Linked DNA regions of Danio rerio: region 2 is linked to region 1. The links are chromatin contacts, called in public Micro-C maps. All regions are on one chromosome and are shown on one strand. Each heading gives the region's core, a stretch centred on a gene start, on an enhancer-like site or on the middle of the called end of the contact. The rest is flanking DNA. Distances are from core to core; before and after follow the strand shown. Region 1 holds the start of ubl7b (ubiquitin-like 7b (bone marrow stromal cell-derived)). Region 2 holds the start of ube2q1 (ubiquitin-conjugating enzyme E2Q family member 1).

Region 1 (6,569 bases), core at 1,124-3,623:
AAATAAATAAATAAATAAATAAATAAATGAATGAATAAATGAATGAATAAATAAATGAATGAATAAATAAATGAATAAATAAATGAATAAATAAATAAATGAATGAATAAATGAATGAATGAATAAATAAATGAATGAATAAATAAATAAATGAATAAAATAAATGAATGAATAAATAAATAAATAAATAAATGAATAAATAAATAAATGAATAAATAAATACATGAATAAAAAAAATAAATGAATAAATAAATACATGAATAAATGAATGAATGAATGAATAAATAAATAAATGAATAAAAAATAAATGAATAAATAAATGAATGAATAAATAAATTAATAAATGAATGAATGAATAAATAAATGAATGAATAACTAAATAAATGAATAAATAAATAAATAAATGAATAAATAAATGAATAAATAATTAATTAAATAAATAAATAAATAAATGAATGAATAAATAAATTAATGAATAAAATAAATAAATGAATGAATAAATAAATGATCGAATAAATAAATTAATAAATTAATGAATGAAAAAATAAATGAATTAATAAAATAAATAAATGAATGAATAAATAAATGAATAAATAAATGAATAAAAAATAATGAATAAATAAATAAATGAATAAATAAATAAATAAATGAATAAATAAATAAATGTTGAGATGTTTCACAAAAACTCATTTATTCATTTTCTTTTCGGCTTAGTCCCTTTAATAATCAGGGGTCGCCACAGTGGAATGAACTGCTAATCGAACCAGCGACCTTCTTGCTGTGAAGCGGTAATAATTGAATTTAAATGTGTTATCTGTATATTCCTGAAGATATTCGATGCCCAAACTCTTATTTTAATGAATATAACCGCTTCATAAAACTGTTTAATTGCACAGTAATATAGTCTATATTCACTGAGAGTTAGATTAAAATATGAGTAAGCACTGTATGTCTTATGGACAAAATAAAAAGTGTCATATTATGGTCTATAATATCTTCTGCAGCAGAACTGACCGATGAGATCGGGGTCGGGCAGAGAGTCTGATAACTGCACTGAGATCAGCTGCTTGAGCGTGGACACCTGATATCCTCCTGGATGAACATCTCCAGGTTCAGGATCTGGAAACTGGAACAGTGCTTTGGGTTTGTCGCTGACTTTCAGAGAGAGATGCCAAGCTGAACTCGCCATATTCTGCAGAACAAACAACAACACACAGATGGTTATTCGTGTAAAATCATATACGAGGAGAATTTCTTTATGCACTCTGTGATTCAGACATTTAGGGCTATTTTAAAGTCGTATTTTGATTATTAGGGGTGGCACGGTGGTGCAGTGGGTAGCACAATTGTCTTACAGCAAGAAGGTCGGTGGTTTGAGTCTCAGCTAGGTCAGTTGGTGTTTCTGTGTGGAGTTTGCATGTTCTCCCCGTGTCGGTGTGGGTTTCCTGCGGATGATCCAGTTTCTCCCACAGTCCAAACACATGCGCTATACGGGAATTGATCAACTAAATGGTCTGTAAGGTGTATTTGTGTATGTCCTGGTCCTCCAGGTTGGGGGTTGAGTGTTGGGATAACGACCCACATCGTAAAATAGATGTTACGAAACACCAACATGGTGCAGCTAAATGTCAACTTCCATAAACAGCCCTGGGAGTGTGTATTTATTTTCATTATTATCACTATTATACTAATATTTAAAGTCCACATAAAATAATTAATAATTAATAAATAATAAACAATTGATTCACTAATGCTGTCAAAAGATTAACCGTAATTAATTGGATCCAAAATAAAAGTTCATATATTTGTTTGTTTATATATAATACACATACAAATTATTTCCAAATACGCATTTGTATTTTATCTACATTATCTTGGATGGGATTAATGTTTTGAAAGCACTAAACTGTATATAATAAATATACACAGCACATATAAAACACATATAATGTAAACAAATGAAACACACGAACGTAAACCTGTTTAATCTGCTAATGACGCCTTTGCACAATTAAGCAAACCTAATAAATACAAACAACCTGTTCTGGTGAACTGTGATCAGTCAAATGGGAAAGTATGGCATTATCATCATCATTGATATCATTATTACTGTTAGTAAAAACCTGGCTCAGTGTTGTTTTGGTATCAGTTCCTGCTCTCACTTTCAGTTTTACAGGCAGTTTAAAGCACAAATGATAGATTATCTTATTAACATCGATTAGCTATCGATCTCAGACACAACATCTGAACACCTGATCACGGTGAGGATTAAATAATAATCAAAAAGACCAAAATATTACCGGTTTATCCCGATTTGTTCATCCAGCAGTCGGTGAGGCAGCGTTTTGTCAACAGCTGATGGAAGGATGTGACGCCACGCACAGTTTCCTCCGACCGACAAAATAAAAGTCTTGCAAACATGTCTTAAAGACACAGACGCGCGCATTATGTCTCATTTTGCATCTGTAAATGATGTGCATAAGCATAAAATAAAAATGGTATGGCATAATTTATATTTTATATGTTTGTCATTTAAAAAATCAGAAATAGTTTTACGGCTCTGCGACCCCAAGTGGGCTTCAGGGGCACTGCAGGGAGAACACTTTTTCCATTGAAACCTGTTTTAAAATCAGTAATTTCTAAATGTTTTATTGAAATGAAATGTGAATCAAGAAGTAGTATTATAGTGATAAAAACCAAAGCAAACCCTAAAAGGACATTTGCCCCCCTCATGGTGATTTCTTTGTAAAGTTTGGAACTCTTTGGAACCTCTGGTGGTAACAAGATACCCTGGAGCCTTTCCTCTTAATTACATTAACTAATTTATTTACATTATTTTATTATTTCACTTCAATAACAATAATTACATTATACTTTTATTATTATTATATTATTGTTGTTATTACATGACATATTTTAAAACAGGCCAAATATGTTATATAATATAATATAATATATTGGTTCATTCATTCATTTTCTTGTTGGCTTAGTCCCTTTATTAATCTGGGGTCGCTACAGCGGAATGAACCGCCAACTTATTGAGAATTGGTTTTACGCAGCGGATGCCCTTCCAGCCGCAACCCATCTCTGGGAATGTAATATAATATAATATAATATAATATAATATAATATAATATAATATAATATAATATAATATAATGTAAAAGTTAGTTTACTATATTATAATATATAACAAAATATTTTATAGGTTCTATTAACTTTTTTTGCTTTTGTAAAATACGGAGATAGACCATGTTTTTTCTTTCTTTCTTTCTTTCTTTCTTTCTTTCTTTCTTTCTTTCTTTCTTTCTTTCTTTCTTTCTTTTAATTACCGTTATTGTTAAAATATAGAGAGCGGCCGTGATTGGCTGAGCTGCTCCAGAAGTGCTGACGTCACCAGGCTGGACCGAGCGCAGGAATGGTATAGGAGTGGTTTATTATTCACTTTCCGAGTCCGACCGGAGGAAAAAATTGAACCAGCTGGACTCGAGCAGCCGCTGTTTCCCTCATCATCATCATTTCTGCGGATAAACATGAGCTTCCAGAGAGTTCACCGGAGCTGAGGGCCTGATCGGGAATGCCGGAGCCCGCAGAGAGTGCCTTTTCCCCGGTCTGCTGATACAGAGAAGCCGCGGTGAGTAAAAAAACTGCAATAACCGCCACACATTCAAACTCATTATTAACTGCCACAAATTTTAACTTCTCAATAACCGACACGCATTTAAACTCCTCAGTAACCGCCACACATTTAAACTCCCAATAACTGCCACAAATAACCGTCACTCGTTTAAACTCCTCAATAACCGCCTCACACTAAGCGCCACTTATTTCAGTTTATATCGTCAAAGAGCAATGTTAGAATAAACTGCGCGGAGAAAGCGAATCAATGAACCGGTGTCGATCGGGATGAGTGAACCGGAGATTCAAAGTTCCTCTCATAGTGAAACAACGCTGCTTTTTAACTGTTTAGGTTTTATTTGACTTGTGTTTTATGGTTGCTGGATAGACGAGCTGTTTCTCTAAAGCTCAATTTTACTAACCCGGGTGTCAGATTATCAGGGGTTTTTATTCTCCTCCTCCAGCCGAACCCTGTACTCTTTTGTCTGGACTGGAGCGCCACACCCGCCGGACACTCGGAGACTGCGCTCTTAAATTGAGGTAACGTTAAAGTTGGTTTTATATTCGCACATTCGTTCAGTGACAACTTGTGACGTGGTTCCTATTGATTACTACCGCCACAAATACATATACATACAATTTTTCACTCCATAGCGAGATGTTAGTGTCCTAATAGTGTTTTTAGCGACATATATGTATTTCAGCATCTCAAAAAATGTGTTTAAGGGTTTCATGACCTTTTAATTGACTGTGAACAATGTTGTGTTTTGATAGAAATTGACAGCTAACAGGATTTTCATCTTTAGAATTGGCAAAGAATATTCTGAAATTATATTATTTAAGTAGAAGTCCCAATGTGCAAATATGAAACCAACTTTACCTCAGTAGATGATTTCCCGAAATTGCAAATAATACTGAAATCATACTATTAAGGAGAAAGTCTGAGTATGCAAACATAAACAAACTTCACCTCAATTTTTGAGAAGCGGGACAAAACAGAGTTCAAAACTAAAAAACAATTTTGAAAATCTGATGATGTTGTTATTTAAGACATTTTTCTTTTACAAAACACATTAGATGTGTTTGCAAATAAAAAATTTTTTTAGATGTAAAGACAATGTGAAGTGCTGTAAATTCATTCATTTTCTTTTCGGCTTACTAATTTCTTGTTTTATCATGTCATCCTTTTATTTTATTTTCATTCATTTTCTTTTGGCTAAGTATCTTTATTAATCTGGGGTCTTCAACCCTGGAATGAACTGCCAGCTTATCCAGCATGTGTTTTACACAGTGGATGCCCTTCCACCTGCAACCCAGTACTGGGAAACATCCATACACACTCATCCACACACACTCTAGACAATTTTAGCTTATCCAATTCACCTGTACTACATGTGTTTGGACTTGGACCTGGAGGAAACCCATGCAAACACAGAGAGAACATGCAAACTCCATACAGAAACACCAACTGACCAAGCTGGGGCTCGAATCAGCAACCTTCTTTCTTTCTTTTCTTTCGACTAGCTACTGTGCTATTGTGCTGCCCTGCTGTAAATTTGTTGTAATAAAGTTATATTAAAGGGGATAGTTGTGTTAAAGATATTCCTTTTTTAATACCAGGTCTCACTGGAAGAAGAGACAGTACTGTCTCAATGGGATCTCCTGGCTAAATAAAGGAAATAAATAAATAAATAAATAAATACCTTATAATATTAACTATTAATAATATTTAAAATTGAAATCTAATAACAGTTAGAGTTTATAGTTTAAAGTTCATAGTAGTTACATTTTAACTAAGAATTTAAAAGATTATTAATTGAAACTGTGTATAGCTTTAAAAAAATGTAGTTGAAACCTGATTAACATAACTAAAACTAAGTTGAAGTAACAAACACATTTGTTATCATGACAAATGTAAACTTAATCTTTTTATCAAGTTAAAAAATGTAACTGAAACATCATTTAAAATAAGTTAAATAACATAAAAAACAATTGTTGTCATCATGCCTTTTTTCATGTTATTTGTTTATGATGAGATTTACAGCTGATTCAGCGTCTCATGTCCAGCTCTGAAGTGCTGCTATATTACACTCCATCTGTAAAACATCAGAGATTTATTGCCGGTCTAGACAAACTCTTAAACATCAGAGACTCTGAACCTGAGAGCAGCACAAAAAATACGCTGTAAAATTAAAAGTTTAAACTTTCAACTCGAGCAAATGAGCTCGTTAAAGTTTAATTTGGTCAAATGAGTCAAGTGTTTTCAATGCTATATTAAATTAAATCTATGTTCAATGGCTATTTTAATGTTTTAAATGTAAAAATGTGGTTCAGATTGTTCTGTCATCACTCAGCGAAGCAAATATATTTATATAAAAATACAACACTATTTCGGAGCCATTTGAAATTTAATATAAACTTCTTATTGCCAGATCGGGGAATTCTATTGGTTTAAAGGAGAGGGGTGCACCGTAAAAAGGCTGGGCTTCACACAATCGATTTGTGTTGGGACAATGTAAAGGAATTGATTTAACGTAGAAGTTTTTGAAAACTGAAGTGGAATAAACATTAAACACGGGGGGCATGGTGGCTCAGTGGTTAGCACTGTGGCCTCACAGCAAGAAGGTCGCTGGTTCGAGTCCCGGCTGGGTCAGTTGGTGTTTCTGTGTGGAGTTTGCATGTTCTCCCCGTGTTGGCGTGGGTTTCCTCCGGGTGCTCCGTTTTCCCCCACAGTCCAAACACATGCGCTATAGAGGAACTGATGTATTTAACTGGCCGTAGTGTATGAGTGTGTATGGGTGTTTGCCAGTACTGGGTTGCAGCTGTATACAACATATGCTGGAATATTGGTGTCTCGTTCCGCTGTGGCGACCTCAGATAAATCAGGGACTAAGCCGAAGGAAAAATGAATGAATGAATGACCATAAAACAATTTAGCTGTCCCCTCAAAA
Region 2 (6,316 bases), core at 1,217-3,716, 170 kb before region 1:
CAGATTAATTAAAGCACTTGGCTTTAGTTTGGTTCAACAACACTGCAGTATTTTTTATTAATGAATACAGTATTTCTTCATGTAAGTATAAACTCTGAGCACACTCAACAGTGAGCAAGTGTTCAGTGTTCTCTGCCAATCCATCAGTTCTGCAGCTAATGCAGTTTATGAGGCTGACGATGAGAACACAGACCAGCTTAAGTCAATTAGCTAAGAGGACAGAGCTGGCTTAAATCAGAGCGCAGAAGAGCTGGGTCAGGACCAGCAGAGACACACACACTTCATATAAAACCTGTTCATCTGTCCGTCAGACACACGGCAGAGCTGATTCACACTAGTGGAGGAGTACTGCACATCAAACGGCTGCTCTTACCTAGAGTTTTAGTCCTGTTTCTAGTCCAAACATTTAAAAACGCCTAAATCAGTATTTTCTCAAAATGAGGAGAGTTTAAACATTAAACAAGCAGAATAATTATCCATAATAAATAAAGAATTAAATCATAATTATCATAATAATAATGTTCATAATGTGGTAGTGTTTGCTTTCATTAAATTGGTTTAATTTATCAATAATTACATTCGGTTATTTAAAAATCTGTAAGCTATTTATTTACTTTATTGATTTGTGTGTTCGTTCATTTATTTTACTTCGGCTTAATCCCTTTATTCATCAGGGGTCGCCACAGTGGAATGAACCACCAACTATTCCAGCATATGTTTTACACGGTGGATTCCCTTTCAGCTGTAACCTAGCACTGGGAAACACCCATACACACACACTCATACACTACAGCCAGTGTAGTTGATCAGTTCCCCTATAGCGCATGTGTTTGGACTGTGGGGGAAACCGGAGCACCTGGAGGAAACCCACACCAACACGGGGAGAACATGCAAACTTCACACAGAAACACCAACTGATCCAGCCGAGACTCAAACCAGTGACCTGAGTGCTGTGAGGCAATTGTAAGACACCATTCCCCCCTGTTTGTTTATTAATTCATTTATTTAGTTTTTTATTTATTTGTTTATTGTTTTTATTCATTTCTTTTACTTATTTGTCCATTTATTCTTTCATTTGTTTATTTATTTATTTACTTTTATTGTTTGTTAATGAATTTATTTATTTGTTGTTATTTATTTGTGTATTCATTCATTTACTTACTTTCATTTGTTTATTTATTTACTTTTATTGTTTGTTTGTTTGTTTGTTTATTTGTTTATTCGTCTATCTTTGCTCCTTATTTTCTGGGATAAAGCTGTAAGCTTTTAAAAATGTGAGTGTAGCGCCAGCTAGTGGAAACTATCAGAAATTACATGATCACTGGAATGAACTCGAGAACGTCAGATGTAAACAGAGCTGATGTAAAATAACTGCATTAAATAACTGCATTGTAATCACACACACACACACACACACACACACACACACACACACACACACACTACTGCCTCTGCGCTATAGGGGAATTGTATCAGCTAAACTGGCCGTATATGTGTGAATGAGTGTGTGTTTGGGTGTTTCCCAGTGCTGGGTTGCAGCTGGAAGGGCATGCGCTGTGCTAAACAGATGCTGGAACAGTTGGCGGTTCATTCCGCTGTGGTGACCCCTGATGAATAAAGGACTAAGCTGAAAGGAAATGGATGACTGTATAATGTGTGGATGCAGAGGGCGGTGTGCGCTGTTCTGTCTCTGTGAGTCACTCTGCTGCGGTTCTACTGGGATTTACAATGTAAACCTTTAATAAATCAGCAAGTTCTCCTTCTTTTAATGGGTATGTTTACGCTTCAGCTTCTGAACTGTCAGAATATTGGTTTTCTTTGTACAGATCAGTCTAGATGTGTCCAGACAGCGTTAATGAAGCCACTTTTTGTCTTTAAATGTTTTATTTAATTGAAATAAAATACTGAAATCGTTTTTAAACGCTGTGAAACTTTAACAAATCTGCATCTGTCCCAAAACAGAACATATATAACGGTCCAAATTAAATCTCAATCGAATAAATTCATTATAGGCCACAGGAAACTGCAGAGTAATGAAGTTTACTGGCTCCTCATCATCAACATCCGGTCCGCGCGGTACATGCTGGGACTGCGGGTCCTCCAGGCGCGGGTAAACACTAGACGGCATCCAGCTGCGCACACTCACATCAATATAGCATCATTTTTGAGACACTGTACAGCAATAACTAATATTTGAACATCACAGTGAAGGCTGGGTTTAGGGTTGGAGTAGGCTTAGATGGTAATAAAATACAATTTAATGGGTAATTTAATAACTAACATGATTATTATTATGTATTAATACTGTAATAATAATGATAATACATCACTGTAATAATTGGGGTAGACGTTTATAAAATACAAGTAATGAATAATTTAATAAATAATATAAGTAAGTCTCGTTAACTTCCGGCTACAGCTGTATCCCTTTTAGCAACCGCAGGCGCGCCTCCATCTTTAAACCCCAGAGAAGCGCTTCCGCTCCGCACCGAACACACAGAACCCGGTTTCACCGAAACATCATGAAGGATTAACGGCAGATCAGCACTTTAAAACCGGCAGAGCAGAGATCAGGAGCCCCGAGCAGCGTCCAGCCCGCTGACGGCTTCATTCCCGCGCTGACACTCACGTAAACACGGCCGCAGCTGTTGTCCGCATCGCTTTTGTCCGCCGTTTGTCCGGTTCCTGCCCGGTTTCTGCCTCCCGGAGCCCGGAGATGACCGGAGGAAGATGTCGGTGTCGGGACTGAAGGCCGAGCTCAAGTTTCTGGAGTCCATTTTTGACCCACATCACGAGCGCTTCAGGATCATCGACTGGAAACCGGACGAGCTGAGCTGCCAGTTTAACGTTACCGGAGAACAGCTGCTCATCATACACTGCAATATCACGGTACACACACACGCAGTATACAGTAAACACTCTGAAAACACACACCGTACACTAAAAACAAACTCTACACACACACACACACACACACACACACACACACACACACACACACACACACACACAGAGAGAGCGCACTACGTACACACAAACCGTGCACTGTAAACAAAAACACGCACTGAAAATATACACCGTACACTTAAAAACAAACTACACACACACACAGTTAACGGACTACGTACACACACACACACACACACACACACACACACAGTACGTAGTAAACGCACACCGTACACTGTAAGCAAAAACACGCACTGAAAATACACACACACACACACACACCATACGCTGAAAACACAGCACATACACAATAAATACACACTGTACAGTAAACACACACTAAACACACACACATGCACTCTCTGAACACACCATACACTGTAAACAAACAAACACACACACACCATACACAACTAACACACTCGGAACACACACACACACACACCATACACTGTAAAAACACACACATCGTACACACTGGAAACACTCAGAACAAACATCATGAACACACACTAAGGATCGAACACAACACACCTCTGATCACACATTTAAACACACACGCACTGTACAGTAAACACTGGGAACACACTGTACACACACACACACACACACACACACACTCACTGAAATACACTGTACAAACATGGACCACACACACACACACTGTAAACAACAAACTCACTGATCATATACACACTGAACAAGCAAGACTAAACACACACTCATACACAGTTAACACACTGCACACACACTCTCTTGCAACTTACACACCCCGTACACACTGAAAACACTGATTACACACATACTGTAAGCAACACACACACTGATCACACAATAAACAAGCAGCACACTAAACAAACACACTCACTTTTTACACACACACACACACACACACACACACACAACACAGTAAAGACACAGTGTTTACACTGAAAACACACTGTAAACATGTACACAGCATACAAACTGAACGCACATACTGTAAGCAACATACTCTGATCACACAACATACCACACACACACACACACACACACTGATCACACGTACACTATACAAGCAATAAACCAAACAAACACTCACTCCATACACACACACCCATACACACACCCATACACACACCTAACACCGTAAACACACACAGTAAACATGTGACCTTGCACACTGAAAACCCACTGCGTGTGTGTGTGTGTGTGTGTGTGTGTGTGTGTGTGTGTGTGTGTTTTATGTAAGTTCCTGCAGGTGTTGTTTTAGAGCTGTTAAATGGAGGAATGTTGATAAGAACACACTGTCAGTCAAATATTCACACGCACACACACACACACACTCACACACACACACACACCCCTCTTCTTTGATCACTGCAGTTGTCCACATTTGCAGTCAGCAGATCTCTATAGTGGATCATACACAGCATGAAGATCAGCTCCTCTCCGTCACTCTAGATGGGTAAATCGAGAGTTTGTCTTCAAGAATAGATCAGTAAGGGTTGCTACCACGTCTGGAGATGCTTGAAAATGCTTGAAGTTGAATCTGGTGGCCTAGATTATTTTGTGAGTGCTTGAAGTTGTCATTGTTCCGGAGTGTTGGCCATCTATATTACTGAGTCCAGAATAATAATGAAGTGTTTAAATCAGCTACACTAAAGTCTTTCAGGGCAGACGCTGTCCTCAGCTCTCCAGTGCTGCTGTGCATTGTGGGTAATGCTGTAATCTTGCTCTTTCAGGAGTCGTACCCGTCCACGCCGCCCATATGGTTTGTGGATTCGGATGATCCGAGTCTGACTGGAGTGCTGGAGCGTCTGGAGGAGGTCAGGAGGGGAAGCACACTGGTAAAGCACTGTACTTTTACACCGCTGCTTACCACAGCATGCTTATTGTAGCATCTTCAACCTTAAAACTGCATATAATGCTGCCATGCACGATAAAATACAAGCAAATCCCGACCATCCGCTGACTCTCTGTTTTAGGAACGGTTTCATGTTCATCGATGATCAAATTGAAACAGCTTGTATGACTTTATCAGTGTTGTTGTTTGTGTAAATATCGAGTGAATGATGAGGAAATGGTCGTGATTGTATGTTAAAACTGGAAGTGTTGTCATGAATATAGCCAATGCTGCTGAAATTAAAACATAAATAAATTAATAAATAAAGGCTTTCATATTGGTTGAAAATGGGGCGAGGCAGTGGCGCAGTAGGTAGTGCTGTCACCTCGCAGCAAGAAGGTCGCTGGTTTGAACCTTGGCTCAGTTGGTGTTTCTGTGTGGAGTTTGCATGTTCTCCCTGCGTTGGCGTGGGTTTCCTTCGGGTGCTCCGGTTTCCCCCACAGTCTAAAGACATGCTGCAGGTGAATTGCGTAGGCTAAATTGTCCGTAGTGTATGAGTGGATGAGTCTATGAGGGTGACAGGCCCAGTCGACAGGCCGGCTGGTATGTGTAAAAAATAGTCTCTATCATATGGAGAAGTCTAAAATGGCATGTTCCAAAGAGCCGACCCCACAACCATACAGGACTACAGAAGAAGAAGAAGTTATTGGTTGAAAATGTGAACATTAGAACTGTGACTCGGTAGAAATGTAACCCCAAGAAGAATTAGCTAGAATAATCTACTATTCAGAAGGATATAGTCTCAGTAAATGATGACAGAATTAATCATTTGAAGGAATTCATTTAGTCGAACACAACACAGATGCTAAATATCATGCCTCTTTTTTTTTTAAATGTGTGACATTTCTTAAAATTATTATTATTATATTTATAAACAGTTAAAAACACAACACAAGAAATGAAATCATATAAAAGTGTAACAATTTCAAACAGAAACAATTGTGATATTTAAGAGTATCAAATGAAATAAAATACAGGAAATATATAATATTCTCATTTTGAAGCTCTAGTGCAGGGGTGTCAAACTCAATTCCTGGAGGGCCGCAGCCCTGCACAGTTTAGTTCCAACCCTGCTCCAACACACTTACCTGTAGGTTTCGAACAAACCTGAAGGACTTAATTAGTTTGATCAGGTGTGTTTAATTAGGGTTGGAACTAAACTGTGCAGAGCTGCGGCCCTCCAGGAACTGAGTTTGACACCTGTGCTCTAGAATATAGGTGTCAAGCTCAGTTTCTGTAGGGCCGCAGCTCTGCAGTTTTACTCCAACCCTGATCAAACACAGCTGAGGTGTTCAAGACTACTAGACACCACAATCAGCTGTGTTTGATTAGGAACTAAACTGTACAGAGCTGCGGCCCTCTAGAAACTGAGTTTGACACCTGTGCTCTAGTACTAGTTTTTTGCTGCTTGGTTCATTCTATCTTGTACATTGTTTATGAACCAGCGTTTCAATTTATAAATGTGTTTGCTCATGTATATTT

Evidence for each region. A called contact is a pair of places that touch in the nucleus more often than the background predicts.
Region 2: a Micro-C map of caudal fin shows a contact between it and region 1, with 5 times the contacts expected there. The contact joins the promoter of ube2q1 here to the promoter of ubl7b in region 1. A contact is called at or near these places in 7 of 18 Hi-C or Micro-C datasets (caudal fin, embryo, fibroblasts and 2 more) and 3 of 4 datasets of contacts at active chromatin or transcription factors (caudal fin, embryo and gastrula embryo).

The regions. Positions count from the first base shown.
Region 1 is chr18:53,645,936-53,652,504 of GRCz12tu, reverse strand. It overlaps ubl7b (ubiquitin-like 7b (bone marrow stromal cell-derived)), which reads right to left and starts at 2,373. Exons shown (of 11, transcript NM_200360.1): 1 at 2,301-2,373; 2 at 1,015-1,192. The coding sequence starts at 1,189. cd276 (CD276 molecule) reads left to right here and starts at 3,453. Exons shown (of 8, transcript NM_001080622.2): 1 at 3,453-3,634.
Region 2 is chr18:53,814,853-53,821,168 of GRCz12tu, reverse strand. ube2q1 (ubiquitin-conjugating enzyme E2Q family member 1) reads left to right here and starts at 2,466. Exons shown (of 13, transcript NM_001308605.1): 1 at 2,466-2,889; 2 at 4,674-4,778. The coding sequence starts at 2,731. It overlaps LOC141378696 (a long non-coding RNA gene), which reads right to left and starts at 3,393. Exons shown (of 2, transcript XR_012393908.1): 1 at 2,990-3,393; 2 at 1,866-2,953.